Linked DNA regions of Macaca mulatta: region 1 is linked to region 2. Evidence: chromatin contacts called from public Hi-C data. All regions are on one chromosome and are shown on one strand. The core of a region is the stretch at or near the end of the contact, and the rest is flanking DNA. Distances in the headings are between cores, read along the strand shown.

Evidence for each region. A called contact is a pair of places that touch in the nucleus more often than the background predicts.
Region 1: a contact with region 2 is called in a Hi-C map of sperm, with 7 times the contacts expected there. The contact joins two enhancer-like sites. A contact is called at or near these places in 5 of 14 Hi-C or Micro-C datasets (CD4 T cells, cortical neurons, fetal cortex germinal zone and 2 more).

What each region holds. Positions count from the first base shown.
Region 1 is chr4:4,796,814-4,803,608 of T2T-MMU8v2.0, forward strand. No RefSeq gene overlaps it. Among named protein-coding and RNA genes, the nearest start is that of UNC93A, 90 kb to the left of the region's middle. Within about 2 kb of position 1,693, at least 4 of the 40 cell types and tissues checked have an H3K27ac peak or open chromatin away from gene starts, as enhancers often do.
Region 2 is chr4:4,732,924-4,739,205 of T2T-MMU8v2.0, forward strand. The region is part of intron 1 of LOC144340701 (a long non-coding RNA gene); the gene reads right to left. Among named protein-coding and RNA genes, the nearest start is that of UNC93A, 25 kb to the left of the region's middle. Within about 2 kb of position 2,333, at least 2 of the 40 cell types and tissues checked have an H3K27ac peak or open chromatin away from gene starts, as enhancers often do.

The DNA of each region.
Region 1 (6,795 bases), core at 443-2,942, 63 kb after region 2:
CTTGTGGGGCCGGAGGGGATGAGAGTTAGCCGGGGCGGTGGAAGCGGCTTCCCTGCCTCTGCTGTCGTCTCAGGTGGCAGTGTCTGGTGCCTGAGCTTCCATTCACGATTTTTTTTACAACCACCACAGCGAGTTTTGGAGGGCCGCCTGGGGAAGCAGCTCAATCATGAGAACGGGCAGCCCAGAGGGCAAGTGGGGCTTAGCTTACCTGATAGAATTCCTTGTAGAAAATTCCTTTATAGAAGTATAGTTTTTCTTAAAATTTTTGTTCTTCTTAAATTAGATGTTGTTCTTAAAAATATAGAAATAGGCCAGGCGTGGTGGCTCAGGCCTGTAATCCCAGCACTTTGGGAGGCCAAGGCAGGCGGATCACGAGGTCAGGAGTCCAACATAGTGGCCAACAGGATTCCAACCAGCCTGGCCAACATAGTGAAACCCTGACTCTACTAAAAATACAGAAAGATTAGCCGAGTGTGCTGGGGCACTGTAGTCCAAGCTACTCGGGAGGCTGAGGCAGGAGAATCGCTTGAAGCCTGGAGGCAGAGGCTGTGGTGAGCTGAGATCGCGCCACTGTATTCCAGCCTGGGAGACAGTGGGAGACTCTGTCTCCAAAACAAAACAAAATACACAAATAGTATATAGGTGCATCCAGTAAAAAAAAGGATGCATGCCCCTTTCCTCCCAGAAATTTAATTATCTAGAGAAGAGTTTGACGTCTCTATCTCTCCCTAGACACACACACACACACACACACACACACTAAGCCTATATTTTATATATATGCATGTCCATATATACATGTATCTATTTATATTCATTTATACATATGCATATGTATACGATTTTTCATACATGCTATTTTTATTCAAAACTTAAGCAATAACCTTCAAAGTTTGTCTTTACAAGATGTTCTCAAGTACCTTTCCAGTCTGTCTGTCTACAGCTTTCCAGCAAATTCTTTCCAAAGACAGTGGAGAAGTTTCCAGCAGGAGCAGCTGCTGAGAGACCCACACTGCACACACAGGCCTTGCCGCCCACTGACAGGGAAGAAGCGACAGGATGCCTTCTCAAGGGACCACTGAAAAGACGCGTCATTGCACCGTAGCGGAAACAAACTAGGAAAATGCCTCAGTCTCACCTGCTGACACTCGCTGAGATTTTAGATAGCCCCTGGAGTGAAGGGACTACAAATAGGTCACATCACCCAGGGTGGCATTATCTCGCTTGAGGACAAAGTTCAAATTGTATGGATGTTTGTGGTTGTGGGAGCAAAGGCACAAAATTATCTTTGGAGATTTTTGGACAGAATTTCCTATCACTGTGTCTCTGTTTGTAGAGACAAAAATAATTGATAGAAAAAAATGCCTAGAAAATTCCAGTAGCATCAGCACTTTCTGCCCCTCATCCAGGCACAGGTGACAAAGAGGTACCTGGTGCTCAGCTGTCCAATCACAGCCCATCACAGCCCGGCTTCCTTGGCTCTCCAATCACAGCCGTACTTGGTGCTCAGCTGTCCAATCACAGCCCAGCTTCCTTGGCTAATCTCTGCACTCAGCTGAATCTTTTCCACCCAAAGAGCCACTTGCTCCAGTTTGCGGGGCTGGAGGAAACGGCTGCTGAGCTGCAGACCTGGTGATGCCTGTGTGCTGCCGAGCTGCTCTCTCCAAAGCCGGGTGCTGCTCTGTCACCCGTGTGTAGATGCAGTGTGGATAGCGTGTCTACCTGCCCCATACTCCCTATCATCCCATCTGCTGCTCTAATTTTGGGATCGCACTTCTCTCCATGAGAATTTGAATTCTCTGTTTTGCTTAGTTGTTCACTGTCTGTTTCCTCCACTAGAACTAGGCTTCTATGAGAATGGAGATCCCCGGCCCTTTTATCAGTGTGGTACCCCGGTACCTTAGGAAGCATGCCTGGCCCAGGGTAGATGGTCAATAAATAGTGTGATGGCTTTAGAAGTGGATGCTGTATCCCAGGCTGCAGAGGGCTCATGGGAAAGGAAAAAGACCTATGAACTTGGAAAATAAAAAGGATGTGTGTGTGTGTGCATGCTTGTGTGCTGGTGTGTGTGTGTGTGTGTGCATGCTTGTGTGCATGTGTGTGTGTGCATGAGTGTGTGCATGTGTGTGTGTACCATGCACACGAGTGTGTTCTGAACCAGGACCTCCATGATCTGCCTGACTGTGAGAGTGGGACAGGCCAGATTCTCTGCACTCGGGCTCACCTAGCATTGCCGCCCTGACAAAGAGTGGAAGGCAGTGATCATTCACAGAGTTGCCGCTCTTCTTCACTCTGGCGCAAAATGGGGGTGCCTTAGCCCAATCAGATGCTGTTCGTCAGGGGCCCTGCAGACCCTCGACGGTCTTGGCTGGCTAGTCAGGCCACTCAAATGTCCCCGGTGGAGACGTGGCCTGAGAGAAAGATCCAGAATCCCAGGACATCACCAGCAACTTCAACCACGCCATGGAGGCTGGGAGGATTCACAAATGGTGTGAGGATGGGAGTATTTCCTCCAGACTTGCTTTCCAGACCCCTCAGTGGGTCTGCCCTCTCTGATGAGTAATGGAAATTAGCTAAGGGTCTTGGCTGAGGACCTGACACAGCCAACTTGCCCCAAAACTTTTTATCTGATTGGCTCTCTGGGTTCGCCTTGGGGGAGGAAGAAGCTGGAGTCTGGAATGCCCTGCTCAGCTCAGGAGGTGGCCTGTCTAGCCAGGGGAAGGGGGAGTGGTCAGCCCCTGCCAAGATTTTAGATGCTTTGGAACACTGGCTAAGAGAAAACACTTTCTGAAGCCATGGTTGTGCTAATACAAATTGTTCTTCTCTCTCACATACACACACACAGCTTGAGTACATTTCTTTCCAAAGTGTGAAATTCCCTAGACAAGAACTCATTCTACTCTCTATAGATACATTCTTCATCTTTATGTGGATAAAAAGGTATAAGATACATTTGAATTTATTTGGTATTGCTTTTATTAAGAAATATTTCAGATGTAAATGTCAAGAAAATTGACGTTAATTTGCTTACACGAGTAGGTTCCTTAAAAAAGCAAACCATTGATTAGACTTCCCTTAAATTAATCTTTGACCTTTTAACCGGAAGTTTGCTGATTTAAAACGTGATTCTACAGTACTAAGACCGCATGGAGTCTGTGGTGAATTCAGCGGTAGCAAAACAGTGCCATCTAGTGGCTGGTGAAGTCTCGGTTCTCCAGAACACGCGTGCTCTGAGCTTTGTATCACCAGGGGTATCTGTCATTTTAATGTCCACCGAATGACCTGCAGGTTCGAGCAGATCTACAGAATCACTCTTTTCTCAAGCTGATAGAGTCCATATGTTAATTTAAAGGATTGAAATGGCTATTGACACCTTTTAAATGCTTTACACGTACACGTCTTTGGCCTTTGGCAGGTCAGCCCTGGGCCAGGTCATGGCTCCAGTACACACACACAGCTCATCATGCCAAAACCAGCTCTGAGAGCCAAGCCAGCTCTGGATTTCTAGAGATTGCATTCTCTTCCTTCAGGCAACTCTATGTCTGCAGGAATGTGTAGGCTGCGGGGAAAGCCAGGCTCAGGGGTCGGGTAAAATAAGAGCCTCGCTTTCCTTATGATGAGACCACTGGGCGACCGCGTCTAAGACCTGCTCTGGTCACAGGAACACTGAGAGGTGCTGGGAGCTATCTCCTCTAAGAAGCATTTTATTCTGCTACAGAGAAAAGGCAGAGAGTGAAATATTACTGGTCATTAAAAAAATCCCTTTGAACATAGATTAAAATGAGGAACTGGGAGAAAAGGGGAGAAAAAGCAGATGAAGCCATGGTTTCAGAAATTCAATCCCAGCAGAAATGCTGGAGGGACAGGGAGGGTGTGGCTCAGAAGGATGGAAACAGACCAGGTTTATTTGTGCACAACGGGAAGCTCCTCAGGAGACACAGGCTGCGGAGGGGGAGGGGACGAGCAGTCTCTGGAAACAGCCCCCAGAGCCAGAGAGCTAGTCCTAGAGGATGGGGCTGGTGAGATGAAGCAACTAAGGGAGAAAGACCAGCAGACAGTGCAATAAAATATCATGAAGGTCTTCTAATATCAAAACACAGGTCATTCGTGGAAATTACAGACAGGCCAGAATTGAAGTAAAGTGTTGCCAAAAAATAAAAATAAGGTCCAAGTTGATTCATTGAAAACAAGGTTAGTGTGAAGAATTCCACGTTATCCTAATGTCTTTACATACGGCTCCAACTTGTATTTTCTCTGAATGCCAAAATGTCATCTTAGTATATTAACATTTATTGGTGATAACATTTATTGGTGAAGCTCAACTGTGTATCTTGAAGTTCACATTTATGCAATGTATCAGGGGCTATTCCAGGGGCTTTCAAAATTATCCAAGTCTTGAACTTTTGCAACCCTCCTTTTTAAAAAGGAAACAGGTTCAGTGAGTCATTGACCCACCTGAGATCACCTAGCCAAGAAATTACAGGATTAGGATGTGAACCCATGGAGCTCGTCTGTTTCCATGCTCAGAATCCCTTTGCAAGACTGTGTGGCTCTTGTGTCTATGTAAGCATGATAGTCCATGTTTAGTCAATGTAAAAAGCTATTGTTTTCATAAAACTTCCATTTTCACTGGAGTACGTTAAGGGGCAAGAACTTTACCCCATTTATCATTGGCCATAATCTTCAGATGGTCTAGCAAGCTTCCCTGAGCAGTGTTGCCAGGACATTAGATTTACCTGTGAGATTTGCTTTGTAGATCCAAACTGGACAGAAACGGCAGACTTCACAGAACTTTGGAAACAATCTGCAAACATCAATTTTACTTTCAATTGACTAAAAAAGTGGTTTTTCTTGCTTATTAGCTATGACGTTTGGGGTAAGTTGTTTAAAGCTCTAGATTTGCTCTGATACAGTAGTCTCTAACCACACTGGCTATTTAAATTTAAATTTTAATTAACTAAAAGACAATGCATTTTTTTTTTTTTTTTTTTGAGACGGGGTCTCGCTCTGTCACCCAGGCTGGAGTGCAGTGGCCGGATCTCAGCTCACTGCAAGCTCCGCCTTCCGGGTTCATGCCATTCTCCTGCCTCAGCCTCCCGAGTAGCTGGGACTACAGGCGCCCGCCACCTCGCCCGGCTAGTTTTTTGTATTTTTTAGTAGAGACGGGGTTTCACCGGGTTAGCCAGGATGGTCTCGATCTCCTGACCTTGTGATCCACCCGTCTCGGCCTCCCAAAGTGCTGGGATTACAGGCTTGAGCCACCGCGCCCGGCCAAGACAATGCATTTATGAACTCAGTTCATCAGTTGCACTTGCCACATTTCAGAAACTCAGTAGTCACATGTGGTGAGTGGCTACCATACTGGACAACACTGCCCCAGACCAAAATACTAAATCATTTAACTTTTCTGAAGCTCAGTTTCCTGTTTTATAATGGGGCTAAGATTTATAATGATCATTATCCTAGCACAGTTGTTGGTAACATGAAATAATGCGTGAAATACTTTGCAAATGGTAAAGAACTATCCTCATGTAAGTTGTTTTTTAATTATTGCAGTGTTGTGAAAACGTAGAGTCTTTGCAATATGAAGACTTTGGCCCCAGGATCCTGTATTCACATTAGTATTTTTTCAGAAGTTGAACTATGTATCTTGAAGTTGACATTTTTGCTTTGTTAAGACTGAAGGCCACATTCTGCACCACTGACAATTTCTGACAGTTTCTCGTACTGTGAAAGGTTCTATTCTATACACATATAAAAAGTGAAATTTATCACTTTACCATTTTGGACCATGTCGGTTAGAATTTAATAGGAAAAAAGCACAATTACCTAGAGGCTGGTAAGAGTCATGACCTTTTGCCCCATAGAAAGTGGATGTTGCGGATCACAGACAAGGTGAATGAGTAGCAGCGCTCCCTTGTGCTTCATGGGACCAGTGATAACCGAGTTCATTAACGAGTGACAGGTTTAATGACTAACACACCTCTAACATTTCACCTCTAGCTCAGATGAAAGAGAGAATGGGACTTCTTGGTACTGACTGTTTTCCTGTGCCTCAATTGGTTTCTTTTAGGGAGCTACAAATGTACCTGTCCACTGATGATTGACGTTTTCAGCCAGCACAATGGACAGAAGTCGAATGAACATCCAGGCCAGGCGCAGTGGCTCACGCCTGTAATCCCAGCACTTTGGGAGGCCAAGGTGGGCCAATCATGAGGTCAGAAGATTGAGACCATCCTGGCTAACATGGTGAAATCCTGTCTCTACTAAAAATACAAAAAATTAGCCAGGCGTGGTGCTGCGTCACTGTAGTACCGCTACTTGGGAGTCTGAGGCAGGAGAATCGGTTCAACCCAAGAGGTGGAGATTGCAGTGAGCCGAGATCGTACCACTGCACTCCAGCCTGGGTGACAGAACAAGACACTGTCTCAAAAAAAAAAAAAAAAAAAAAAAAAAAAAGAGAGAGAGAACATCCTTGTGGTTTCATTTGGTTCCTGCTTCTCTTTATAGCCTATGGAGGTCTGCAGAGCCTGTAGGTACGCGTGTCCAGTCATCACGTTATCTGAACTTCTGAACAGCTCTTGGCCTCCAAGAATCCCTGTGGTCACAGACAATAATGAATTGGAAATCTGAAATGTCTAATTCACCTGGTGTTTCTTTTTCACTCAGCACCAAATCCTTTAAAACGAACAGTGGTTCTCAGATGCAGTCCTACAGCGAGCAGTTCCCACTCACGTCTCAATAGGATTGGACAACAACAAGGCACGCGTTGATCTTCGACAAGGACAGCACGGG
Region 2 (6,282 bases), core at 1,083-3,582:
GCATCTAAAACTCACCTTTCTGAGGGGCCCTGCAGGCCAAGAAGTGAGTGTTAGAATCCTGCTCTGTTGCTGGACCTCCTGGCTGCCTTTTATCTACAAGAAGTATTCAGCTCAACTCATCTTGTCCTCAACTCCAATCCATTCTTGCTCCTGGCCAGGGAGGGCACGTATGACCTTCTGGTCTCAGAATAAACAGGCAGCTTGGGAGTAAGAGGAATTGCTAATGATGTGGCCTGAGTCTCCCCTTGGTGGACATCCTCCTCCTGGGACTCCTCTCAGTGGGATGACCTCCTTAGGCTTCTCTTGGTGGGATGACCCCCGGGTCTCCTTTCAGTGGGATGATCTTCTGAGGCGCCTCTCAGTGGGATGACCTCCTGGGACTCCTCTCAGTGGGATGACCTCCTTAGGCTCCTCTTGGTGGGCCATCCTTCTGGGCAATGATGATAACTTCAACTTCAGAAGGAACCTCCGAAAAATAGGTTGATTTGCTTGTTTGTTTTGCTAAGGGAAACAAGCATGGCTTGGGTTTCCTGTTGAAGATGATTCTAAGTTGTGATAGAAATAAATTTGTTCTCCTTTTTGTAACCAACACAGTAAGTTCAAGTTAAGGGCCTGCTGATGGGTTTTTTCAGTATCAACCTTCATCCAACCAGTTACCTGATTCAATACTGTTTTTCTTAACAATGAAGCATACAATTTTTTCCCTAGTTTCATGTGTGAGGAAAAACTGCCTCAATTCATTGACAGTTCCAAAGCACAATTCTTAGGAAACAAAGAGGCAGATTATGATCAGTTTGAGTTGTATATCCCCCCCAGGCTAATTCACCTGGGGTAGGAGGTGTTCAGAGGCCCCCAATGTGGCCATGAGGCCCATCTTTGGGAACGGGGTAGGAACAGTGTGCAGAACAAGGGGGCATTGCCTTGGGGCCACTGCAGGGACACCCTCTATAAATGGACTTGGTGAAAATCCCATCCTGGACCCTGCAGCCATTCTCCTTTCTGTGCAAGACCAGAGGAGATCAGCTTCCTTCTGTAAAAAGAATATAAAATCTCAGGAACCCGTTCACTATGCCAAAGGGGAAAGCTAAGGCCAGAAGCTGATTCATGCAAGAAACTGCTTTTCCTTTTTTTCCTAAGCAGATAGCCTCAGATAGAAGGCCAGGTGTCTGCACAGGCAGCTGCTCTGTGGTCACCTTATGTTAGATAAAGTGCCAACTTACTGTGCATGACATGAATACATAATTGAGTGTTCCCCCATCCACTCCTTTTCACACACAACATGTGGATTCAGTCAGTCTACTCAAAGCCCCCACAAGAACGTGACCCTACCTTCCCTCTTTCCTCTCCTCCTCACTTTTCCCCTTTAAACATTGAAGGGCCAAAATGCTCTTAGGAAAAAGCACAGATTCAGATGTTCCTGAGATTTTGTGTTCCCTTTTCGCAGGCACATCCTCAAACTCGACAAAATAAACCTCTACACTGATTGGGACCAGCCTCAGGCGCTTTTTGGTTTAGACGTCCTGGGAAGCGGTGCTGTTGGATCTCTGTGGAGTCACTGTTTGTTACGCCAGTTCTTTCTTTGTTTATCATTCACACACCGGTGAGAGAGATGACTGAGTCCGGTTTGGTTTATATTTTTAAACTCTGAAAACGTGATATCAATTTACTAGCAATATCACTTTGACACAGAGCAAATTTACATTATAATTTTTTTTAACAATTGTGGGTTCTCAATCATGGGCCCATACTCAATATTCCTATCAAATCCAACCTGCTCACAGCCCATAAACCTAACTCAGTGGAGATGTTCATGAGAAGCCTTGTTTTTTCTCTTGTCTGAAGCCAACTACGTTCCCTTTGTCCTGGGGTCCTGCTGGCAGCCACTTCTCCTCCTATAGCCATAAGATGCTGTGCAAATTGTGTCCTTTGCTCCCCCGTCACTGGTGGACTTGAGATTGTCAGCTGAAATTAAGGTTGTTGAGGCAAAAATAATTTTATCAAAGTTCATTGAAAGTCAAATGTGAGGTTGGACCTGGGAAGACACACCCACGGAGTTGAGAGTGTTCCAGAGTCTGTCACAAGGCCAAAGGTTTTTGTAGGAAAGTTTAAAGGAGTTGTCTTCTTTTTTTTGGAGGATGCAACACAGAGGTCACAATCAGTTACAGATTATGACACACAGGCTAATAATGTCCACATGAAGACAAATTAGTAAAACTTCATGCTTCGGCTCATCTTAAAAAAACAGTGCCCTCTCCAGTGTCAGCAGGTTATACATTGGTCTCTACAATAATCATTTGAGGAACCTATAAGGCAGGAGGCCGTCCCCTGCAAGCTCTGGCCAGGTTCCAGCCAGCACAGGGACCCACAAAGGAAGCCTCTCCTGGTGACCAAGACTGAGCAGACTCGGGGTCTCTGTCTGACTCTCTAAGGACTGAGATATCCATAATTCTTTTTAAATTATCCATGGAAACAGCAGGACAAAAAATGCACAGGGCCTCCTAGTGCCTGGGTGAATGTGCTCAGTCCTCTTTGAAGAGAAACCTCAAGGATAGCGAATTGAAGGCTTTGAAAGACGGGTCTATTTAGATGAAGGGTGCCTATGCCTTAACAGCAAGCCAAATTAGGATGCTGTTGTAATGAATTTAGCATTTCCCCTTGAAAGCACACAGCATTTTCCCCCTCATTAACACATGTGCTCCTCCCTCCCCTCCCCCAGCCTCTACAAAGGATCTAAGGGCACCATCTGAGCTCAGGGGGAGCCTGCAGGGGGTAGGAGCCACTTTCAAGGCAGGTGGCCAGCTTTGCTGATCCTGAGACCTCATCCTTGGCTTTTGACTATCTAATATACAGTGACATCTGTACCTTGAAACATGAGATTCGGTTTTGAAATCTCAAACTAATACGCATCAATAAGAGGCCAGTGATAGGAACTAAAGAGGAAGTAAGGGCTCTGGAATTCTCCCAAAGCAAGTATCTTCTTGTGCTCGTGGACTTCCTTAAGAACATCATTTATTACACAATCTCAGTGAATTGTGGATTGCCTGGTAATGTTTTGTAGGTAATTCATGCAGTCTTATTTTCCCAGCAGGACTCCACTGAAATTCAAACTAAATTCAACTGAGTGTCATATGTCAGGCAGTCCTACTCTCTTTTGTACATGCCAACTTTTTTTATTCTCCAAGGATAAGGGTCTGGCATCTTTGTTATCCTCTACTGTGTGCAAACTAGAAGCTTTGTCCTTGATTTTTCTGTTGCACTGCTCTGTTTGATGCAAAATATACACACATTTTTTCTGTGGAAAATTCCATGACTATTACACACTTCATCTATGGTTATAGTCGACTGAATCAAGGAAAGAATATGTTTTCTGATTCCTGGAAGCCCATTCTCACTCACATAGAACAAAATACAAGCAATGGGTTAAAAATCTAAACAGTACAGCATGTTCTTTACTTTATATCTATATACTATCTGAAAGATAATTTTCAGAAAAAGGTAAGATCATGACTTGTACTAAGATATTAAAATGCAGAAGTGTTAAAGATTTTATTTTACACATATGATAGGAGGGAACTAGGCAGATGTTAGAACCTGTCCAAAGGAAAATTGAAAACATTTATATGGAATAAAGGAATTTTGAAATGAATTGCAAATGGAGAGAAAGCTGTTTTTTTACAGGAGGAAGAAGCCAGTAAAAATCACTACTAAACAGGACAGAATGTCTCTCTCTCTTTCTCTCTATCTCTCTCTATATATATATATCTCCATCAGTTACCTGCAATTTGCAAAGAATTGTAAAATAGTTCAAAGACAATGAACAGCCTAAAAGTATGTGCTATTGCTTTCCATTGAAACACATTCTTTTTAACATATCTAATCAGTATATCTTAACTAATGAATTTGCACCACTCTGCAGGAAAAGGATGATTTTTAACTTCCTTTAATTGATCAATTGATAATTGATCATCTGATCATCATCAAGGTAGGCAGTTGCTGTCTACCTTTTCAAAATTCGAAGCAAACATTTTTATTAAAAGATTTTCACCAAAGTTAATTAAAAATCAAAACCCAAATCAAAACAGAACACACAGGAAGCTGTGCTCCTCACATGGATGACGACTTTCCCTGGAGATTACAGCTCTCAGGGTGACATCCGTGTAGATGGTTCTGTAACTCTGTTACAATGAAAACCTGCCGCCCTGTGGGAACAGAGCCGGGTGAGTCCTGGCTTCCGCACAGTGCCACCCTGAGAAGGCGAGGTCTCCGCAGTGTCTGGCTGCAGTGCAGCCGGGGCAGAGGAATGAAGTGTCACAGCAGGAAGCAGATGGCTGCATTTGCAGACAATCAATCTAAAGACACTTGCAGCTCTGAGTTTCAGGGGAACTTGTCTAAGCAGCACGTTATTGCTGGAAGGCATCTAATGAACTAAGTTACTGGTGTTCTTGCTTGTCAGATAGCTGTGGAACGCTGTATGGATTTTATAATCATTTTCTTCTTTGAGACTAACAAAGTCTAAATTCTTCCTGATTGGCAGGTGAGGGCAGGCCATGGGCCCTCGCGATCCTGGCAGCACTGTTTTGGCCACAGGGCTGTGGTGCTGCAGCCTCATGCACCCAGCGTGCGGCTCTGATGGTAACTGATGCACCAGTCTCATGCGCGCTGGCCACACCGGCCCTGGGGACACCCGAGCTGGCCTTTGGCTGCTTCTCTGTTGCTTTCCCTCTTCAGCTACTGACTTGCAATTGGCGTAAATTCTAGACACCATGTTGTCAAACCTTCCCCAACCCTGGGCTTGCTTCCTGCCCTCACTCAGGTAAATGTCAATGAAAACAAGTGACTGAGGTTCATGTAATCTAATGTGTCCTTTTTTCCTTTGTGGTAGCCCTGTCTGTGCCCAACAGGACCCCCCGGAAAGTCTGGGCTCTAAGGAAGACATTCTGCAGCCCTAATTTTAAAACTATTTGGCATTTCAAATCCGGTTTTCAGGTCCCTGGGGTGGGTAGAGGATTCTTCAAGAAGAAAGCGTTCTGAACCAGAGCAGCAACAAGGGTGAGGGGTCCAGGACAGTACAGAACGAGAGTTTGCCTGGTGGCTCTGCCAGGGCCTGGGAGGACAGCAAAGTCAGCTGCCAGCTGGGACCAAGACAGGGAGACAGAGGCAGAGGGAGACAGAGACAGAGACGGACAGAGACAGAGACAGAGGGACAGAGACAGAGACAGAGAGGGACAGAGACAGAGAGGGACAGAGACAGAGACAGAGAGGGACAGGGACAGAGACAGAGACAGAGAGGGACAGGGACAGAGACAGAGGGACAGAGACAGAGACAGAGACAGAGACAGAGACAGAGAGGGACAGAGACAGAGACAGAGACAGAGAGATAGAGAGACAGAGACAGAGACAGAGACAGAGACAGAGAGACAGACAGAGACAGAGAGACAGACAGAGACAGAGACAGACGAGACAGAGAGACAGACAGCCAGAGAGAGTCACAGAGACAGAGACAGAGACAGAGAGATAGAGAGACAGAGGGAGACAGAGAAAGAGAAAGTCAGAGACAGAGAGAGACAGAGAGTGGTGGAGACAGAGGCCCAGCAGCTGCCCGTCCACTCTCTGCCTGACCTGCAATCTGCCTCTTCTGCCCTTGGATTTGCCCCGACCAGAGCTTTTGCAGGAAGGGCCACTCATTTGTGGAGGGGGAGCCCAGAGCTGGACCATCAGGAGACCCAGGAGAGAAGCCCTGCAGCAAAATCAGGACACCTGAATTAGTCAGGCCAGCAGTGACTCAGGGCCTGGAGAGCCCCATTGTCAGAGGCCAGCTGGAAGGCTCCACCAGCCAAGGGCAGGTCCCCAAGGCAGGTCACAGGCCAGAAGGCAGAGGGGCCAGCATAAAACCGAGCTTTGAAGGCACAGAGCAGGAGCCAGGCGGGGACACTGGGGGCACAGGTGCAGTTCTCAGGGTGAGGATGCCTCCTTAGCCCGACTCCATGTCACTGGTGACCAGTCAACAAGGTGCAAGCTGCAACCTTCACAGAGGGTGATCCTCCTGGAGACAAATGCACCTGACTGGCCGTAACATGTCCCCGACCCCCTGGCTCCCCTGCTGAGCCCATGTCAGGGGAGTCTGCAGTGGCCTGTGCATGGCCTTGGGCTTGCCAAGTCCCAGGAGGGTGGGTGTTGTCTGCGTGGCTCCCTGCTGCCGGCAGCGCATCTCACCTGGGCACAGAACAGCAAAGACAGCCAGCGTGGGCTGCAGGTACACCCCGGGGACTGGGCACGGGGCAG